Regions from separate parts of the Macaca mulatta genome. Here region 1 is linked to region 2. Evidence: chromatin contacts called from public Hi-C data. All regions are on one chromosome and are shown on one strand. Each heading gives the region's core, a stretch centred on a gene start, on an enhancer-like site or on the middle of the called end of the contact. The rest is flanking DNA. Distances are from core to core; before and after follow the strand shown. Region 1 holds the start of IFIT5 (interferon induced protein with tetratricopeptide repeats 5). Region 2 holds the start of IFIT3 (interferon induced protein with tetratricopeptide repeats 3).

Evidence for each region. Hi-C and Micro-C count contacts between places; a contact is called where the count stands out from the background.
Region 1: a Hi-C map of CD4 T cells shows a contact between it and region 2, with 3 times the contacts expected there. The contact joins the promoter of IFIT5 here to the promoter of IFIT3 in region 2. A contact is called at or near these places in 2 of 14 Hi-C or Micro-C datasets (CD4 T cells and blood).

Annotation. Positions count from the first base shown.
Region 1 is chr9:101,474,612-101,478,263 of T2T-MMU8v2.0, forward strand. It overlaps IFIT5 (interferon induced protein with tetratricopeptide repeats 5), which reads left to right and starts at 2,032. Exons shown (of 2, transcript XM_001086665.5): 1 at 2,032-2,127. The coding sequence starts at 2,123. It overlaps LOC144331165 (a long non-coding RNA gene), which reads right to left and starts at 2,029. Exons shown (of 2, transcript XR_013398118.1): 1 at 1,534-2,029.
Region 2 is chr9:101,401,791-101,404,991 of T2T-MMU8v2.0, forward strand. It overlaps IFIT3 (interferon induced protein with tetratricopeptide repeats 3), which reads left to right and starts at 1,550. Exons shown (of 2, transcript XM_001086192.5): 1 at 1,550-1,656. The coding sequence starts at 1,652. It overlaps LOC144331164 (a long non-coding RNA gene), which reads right to left and starts at 1,527. Exons shown (of 4, transcript XR_013398117.1): 1 at 1,404-1,527. LOC144331163 (a long non-coding RNA gene) reads left to right here. Exons shown (of 3, transcript XR_013398116.1): 3 at 1,248-1,302.

The DNA.
Region 1 (3,652 bases), core at 782-3,281, 73 kb after region 2:
TTTTGCTTCAATTATTTAATATTGTTACTCCTTCCAGTAGATATTGATTTCATCCATTGTCCTGACAGAGATTATGGCACATCTCAAATTAAATGCTAAATTTTCACTGGAAGTACATTTTTTGCTTCAACTTTTATTTTAAATTCAGGGGTACATGTTCAGGAGGTTCAGGTTTGTTACATAGGTAAACATGTGCCATGGTGGTTTGCTGAACAGATCATCCCATCACCAACATATCATCCCATCACCTAGATATTAAGCCCAGCATCCCTTAGCTGTACTTCCTGATGTTCTCCCTCCCACCAACCCCACCTCCAACAGGCCCCAGTGTGTGTTGTTCCCCCCTGTGTCCATGTGTTCTCATCATTCAGCTCCCACTTATAAGTGAGAACATGCAATGTTTGATTTTCTGTTCCTGCATTAGTTTGCTGAGGATAATCATGGGAAATACTTGCTCTGTATTTAGATTTCATAAAATTTGCAACTTAAAAAGTAGATTCATGTACCTAAGTTTTTCCAAATATTCTTTAAAGTTTTCTATTAACTTATCAGTTTTTAAATTTATATTAAATTAAAAATCAGGTCTTTAATAGCCACATGTGACCAGCAGTTTCTGTGTAAGACAGCACAACTGTTAGAAGTGATTGCCTTAAATGAGGCACTAGCTTCAGGCACTAAGTCTTAGGGGGTGGGGTGCCAAGAAGCTCAGTGATCAAGGTAGACAATATTTCAATGCAATATGTTTTTAAAAATTCAAAATCAGGCCAGGGATGGTGGCTCATGCCTGTAATCCCAGCACTTTGGGAGGCCAAGGTGGGTGGAACAATGTTTAAGGATTAGAAAAATGTTTGAGCCCAGGTGGTGGAGACCAGCGTGGGCAACATGGCAAAACCCCACCTCTACAAAAAATAAAGTAATGAGCCCGACATGGTGGTGGACACCTGCAGTCCCAGCCACTCAGGAGGCTGAGATGGGAGGATCGCATAAGCCCTGGAGGTTGAGGCTGCAGTGAGCTGTGATCTCACCATTGCACTCCAACCTGAGCGACAGAGTGAGACCCTGTCTCAAAAAAAAAAAAAAAAAAAAAAAAAAAAAATCAAAATCAATGCAAAAGGTGAATTACGGACAGGATATTGAGATTTTGAATACAGACATTAACTCAGTAAGGGTAAGGCCCGAGTCTGTTTTCTTTATTGTTATATTGACAGTACTTTGAACAAAGTCTGGCTCTTACAGTTGTTTGTCAACATCTGCCGAATGAATTCAGAGGGGACAAAATGTTTAAGGTATGGGTGGGTGTTTGACATTTTCTGCCTAGATCCCAATACCACTCTCGTCTTTATTGGGTACTCATTACACAAAGCACCATTGGCGAAGGTTGGAAGAGAAGCACTCTCCTACGATTGTGGGTAGGAGTGGATTTTTAAAGCTATTTGGTAATATCCGTCAAAACTTAAAATGTATATAGATTTTAACTCCAAATTTCTCTAGCTTACACCCAACAGAAATAACAGCATAGATGTATAGCATTACCGTGTTTCTTGTTGAATCAAAAGACTGGAGTGGAAGCAGGGACTTCAGTTTCCGCCTGTAATCCCAGCACCTTGGGAGGCAGAGGCGGGTGCATCGCTTGAGATCACGACTGAGTGACACAGTGAGACCCTGTCTCAAATAAACAAAGAGTTAAACGGGCAGCACGCGAACTCAGCGGACTCAGAGAGGCAGATAAGAGCCGAGACCAAAGTGCAGGAGCCCAGCTGCAAATTTAACTCCGAAAAACCCTGGACTTCGCAAACGTCTGGCCGCGGCTCTTGAGCTCTTCTATTAAGTTTCGGATTCTGAAGCTTCGTTAAGTTTCCATTTCTTAAGTTTCGTTTTCTGAGAGCTCGGGCATCACATTCAATTTCCAGTTTCCTCTTCTAGCTGGGGTTGGGGTACCTCCTTTAACAAAGACGGGCCGCGCGGCCGACTCCTAGGGCTGCCGCGGCCTGGCGGGCGCGCGCGCGCACGCGCACGCGCACCCGCCCTCCCACTGCGCGGCTGCCCTCGGTCCCAGGTGCTGAGGAGAGAGAGAGCGCGCGAGGAACTGCGCCGCCCTGACGGCCTGCAGAGCGTTGCCATCATGAGGTAAGAGTTTTCCTCTGCCTCTCCTCCCAAGCCCCGGGTTGGCCTTTGTTTCAAACCGGGCATCTTTTATTCATTTCCAGCGCAATTCTGCGGCCTTTTCAGGGGCCAAGCCCCTCGCGCCCGGCAGCCAGGCATCTGCGTTGGGGACCCTCCCCAGGCGCTCTGTCCCGGCGCACGGCGTCTGAAGTCGGGCCTATCGGGGAGGGTGGCCGAGTGGACGCTTCTCCGGAGTCCGGTCCCTCTCGAGCGCCTGAGGAGGCCAGTCAGGGAGGAGGAACAGGAGATGCTCCCCGGCAGCCTGCCCCATCCCTGGCGTCTGCGGTCGGGACTGTCAGGGCATGTGCCGAGCGACGCTCCCCCAGGAGGCCTGTCCACCCCGCGCGACCCGACGGCTTTTCTCGGAAGCGGCGACGGAGACCGTGCGGGGCACGCGGACGCCGCCTCCGGGAAACTGGTCAGAGCCTGCAGAGCCCCCGGGGCCGTTCCGGGGGCAGCTGCTACATGCAGAGTCTCCTTAGGCCCTATCGCGTGCCTCTGTTTCCAGCTGCCATTCCCTCGGTGTGGCATACGCGGTTTCGCCGCAGCCCTCCAGGTGTCACATTCGCCTGCCACTGCCATTTTGCCTTTCTGATTTCTGGGTCTGAGTTCTTCCCTTCCGGGGAGCTACCTCTGTACCAAGCACAGATTGTTATCATCCCACCCAATCCGCTATTTTATGAGGATTTCTTTATCTGACTCCTTTACTGATTCAGTATGATGGCGTCCTTTTCTTAATCATTTTGTATCCCCAGGGGCTAGTACCCTGCCCTGCACGTGGTTAGTGAACCTTCCGCATTTAATGAGTTGAGGAATAAGAGGTTAAGGTTAAGGTCTTGGGCTCTAAAAGCAGATAGTCCCTTGTTCTAAATCCTGACTGAGCTCCTACTAGTTGAGTGACCACAAAGTTTCTCAAACTCTGTGAGTCTGTTCCTTATCTGTAAAAATTAATGGTGACCATCTCTTGGGACTGTGGAAAAGGACAATAATAAATCCTAGCAATTGACTGCTTAGCACATAATTCTTGCACAATAAATGTTAACTATTCTCATTATTATAAGTTAAAAAAAAGTTTAAGTGCCACCCACACATCTAACTTTTTTTTGAGATGGAGTCTCGCCCTGTCACCCAGGCTGGAGTGCAATGGCTCAATCTCGGCTCACTGCAACCTCCGCCTCCCGGGTTCAAGCGATCCTCCTGCCTCAGTTTCCCTTGTAGCTGGGATTACAGGCGTGCGCCACCACTCATGGATAATTTTTTGTCTCTTTAGTAGAGACGGGGGTTTCACCATGTTGACCAGGCTGGTCTCGAATTCCTGACCTCGTGATCTGCCGCTCTCAGCCTCCCAAAGTGTTGGGATTATAGGCGTGAGCCACTGTGCCTGGCCACATGTAACATTTTTAAGAAAGGAGAGTGCTATCAGGATGGGGCTTAAAAAAAAAAAAAAAAAAAAAAGAGGGTGGTGTGCACCGTACATATGCAGGATGGG
Region 2 (3,201 bases), core at 300-2,799:
CTACTCAGGAGGCTGAGGCAGGAGAATGGCGTGAACCCAGGAGGCGGAGCTTGCAGTGAGCCGAGATCGCGCCACTGCACTCCAGCCTGGGCAACAGCGTGAGACTCCGTCTCAAAAAAAAAAAAAAAGATCTAGTGTTTGTTAGAACAAGAAGATGACTATAGTCAACAATAATTTATTGCATATTTCAAAATAACTAAAAGAGTATAATTGGATTGTTTGTAATACAAAGAATAAATGCTTGAGGTCATTTACCCTGATGTGATTATTACTCATTGTATGCTGTATCAAATATTTCATGTACCCCATAAATATATATACCTTCTATGTGGCCACAAAAATTTTTTTAAATAAGAATTGGCTTAAAAAATGCAGTTTCCTATGGTCAGATACCTAATATCGACAAAAAAAGTCAAACTCTGTAAAACATTTGAAGAGATTTATTCTAAGCCAAATATGAGTGACCTGTGGCCTATGACACAGCCCTCAGGAGATCCTGAGAACAAGTGCTAGGCTACGACTTGGTTTTTATACATTTTAGGGAGACATAAGACATCAATCAATACATGTAAGGTGTACATTGGCTAGGTCCAGAAAGGTGGGACGATTGGAAACAGGGAAGCAGGGCAGCTTCCAAGTCATAGGCAGATTCAAAGATTTTCTGATTGATGATTGGTTGAAAGAGTTATTATCAATAGAAAGGAATGTCTGGAGACATTCAGTAGAAATTCAATAGACAATCAATAGAAAGGAATGTCCGGGTTGTGGAGATCAAGATTTTATTATGCAGATGAAGCCTGCAGGTAGCAGACTTCAGAGAGAATAGGATATAAATGTTTCTTGTAACACTTGAAAAGAGCATGTTGTGGCTGGGTGCAGTGGCTCACGCCTGTAATCCCAGCACTTTTGGAGGCCGAGGTGGGTGGATCACCTGAGGTCAGGAGTTCAAGACCAGCCTGACCAACATGGTGAAACACCATCTCTACTGAAAATACAAAAATTAGCTGGGCGTGGTGGTGGGCGCCTCTAATCCCAGCTACTCGGGAGGCTGAGGCAAAAGAATCACTTGAACCCAGAAGGCAGAGGTTGCAGTAAGCTGAGATCATGCCACTGCATTCCAGCGTGGGCAACAAAGTAAGACCCTGTCTCAAAAAAAAAAAAAAAAAAGAGTGTGTTCTATTAGTAATTCTAAAAGGAAAAAGGGTGTAATGAGGTATATCCAGCTTCCCCTTCCCATCAATTTTCAGGTTAACTTTGGAATGCCGTTGGCCAAAAGCAGGGGTCCAGTCACGTGGTTGGTGAGTATGGCCTTAGAATTTAATTTTTTGATTTACATTAGGAATACTTCCACATTCTCTCAAACAAATTTTAGTCATGATTTTGAACAATGTACTCTGGCTCACCCGTTGCAGGTCTCAAGCTGTTAGGTTTCATTTTCCTCCTCCTGACGATTTTAAATTAGTTTCACTTTCCAGTTTCCTCTTCCTTCCCCTAAGAGCAATTACTCAAAACATCAGCTGATGCGTGCCCTACTCTCCCACCCCTTTATGTAGTTCCTTCAGTATTTAGTTGAGGCAGACAGGAAGATTTCTGAAGAACAAATCAGCCTGGTTACCAGCTTTTTGGAACAGCAGAGACGCAGAGAGCAGTCATGAGGTCAGTGAAATAAAAATGCAGAATCATGCTTGTTATTGAGTGCACATTGTAAGTTGAGCTTCTTACTGTGCAGGCACATTCCTGAATTGTCCTGATGTTTATAGATTCAATATGTCTTTATCAGTCTGAGCATTTATAAGATGTTTGAGGGTTTTTTCCCTGTGGCTTTTTTTGGTGTATACACAGGCTCCTTAAGTTTCTGGAACTGTTCCCTATGGAACTATATACGGGGGAGGCAGAGTGGGGAATGCATCAGCTCATGTTTCCTCCTTGTGTGCAGCTATTCCCTGTGATGAGAGGAAGGCTTGGCAGGAGCAGTGTATTTCACTCAGCCACAAACTTTGCTGATTCAAGGGTAGACCTAAGGGAATTACTCTTCTGGGGCTTTTCTGTTACTGCCATTTTGCTTGAAAAGATTAAGTCACAGGCGTTTTTTCTTGTAATTTTAAAAGGAGGAATTTATTTTCAACAGATACTGTGAAAGATATAATCAATACCGCAGACCCACTCATGAAGAGGGCAATTTTGCCCTGAAACGTTGCATTACTTTAAGGTGGGAAGTGCAAGAAACAATTCTTACAAAGGAGCGTTTTTGTCATTTCTTATATAAAAACAAACCCAAAGTTTAGCACTTATTTTTATTGATGTAGTGAATGCTGGTCAGCAGCAGAAAAGAATTTCTCCTCAAAAGTGTAATGACCTAATCTCTTATCTAAAACTGTTCTAATCTCTAATGATGGAAAGCAAATCAGTGGTTGCCTGGAGATGGGGGGGATTGAGTAGGAAGGCTCCCAAAAGAATCTTTTGGAATCATAGGAATAGTCTATAGGGAGGTAGTGGTGGTGGCTACATAAGCATAAACATTTATCAAAACTCATCAGACTATACACTGAAAATGGGTGCATCTTATTGTATATAAAGTATAATCTCAGTAAACTTGATTTTTAAATATATATGTTGACCTCCTGGAGTTCTTCAGGGGATAGCACGTCAGGGAGAACTAAGAGAAAAGGATGCCTTTCCCACCAAGCATCTCCAGGGAAGGAGTGAGGAAGTGATTGCCAGGGAGGGAAGACCCCATCAACCATTTAGGGGGACAGAAAAGGAAAACTGGATTCCCTATCCTCTGCCCCAAGGACTTGAAGATGCTCTGCAATGTCATGTTTGGGGATGAAATGGGTAAGAGGAATTCACTGCCAAATACCTCAGGCTAACCCTTTTATATAGAGTAAGTTCCTGGTCAAGAGCGATGTCAGTTGTGTCTGTGTGAGTGGGGTTGACCAGAAGCCAGGCACTACCCAGCATCTTAGTAAGCAGCTTGCAGGAAAGGTTTTGCAGGGTCCTGTCTTTAGCTTTGTCTATAGCCACTGACCTGAGGAGGTCTGAGGGGGACTCTCTGAACTATGCTGGACTCAGGTTCACATCAAGGTGCTCCTATTTCCAGAGGCTGTAGGAACAGGAAGAGGTTGGGCTGCTCCTCTCCAGCAGTGCTAAAAATTTCCAAATGGGAAAATCACCTGGAGAACTCGCTGGCACATGCCAGCT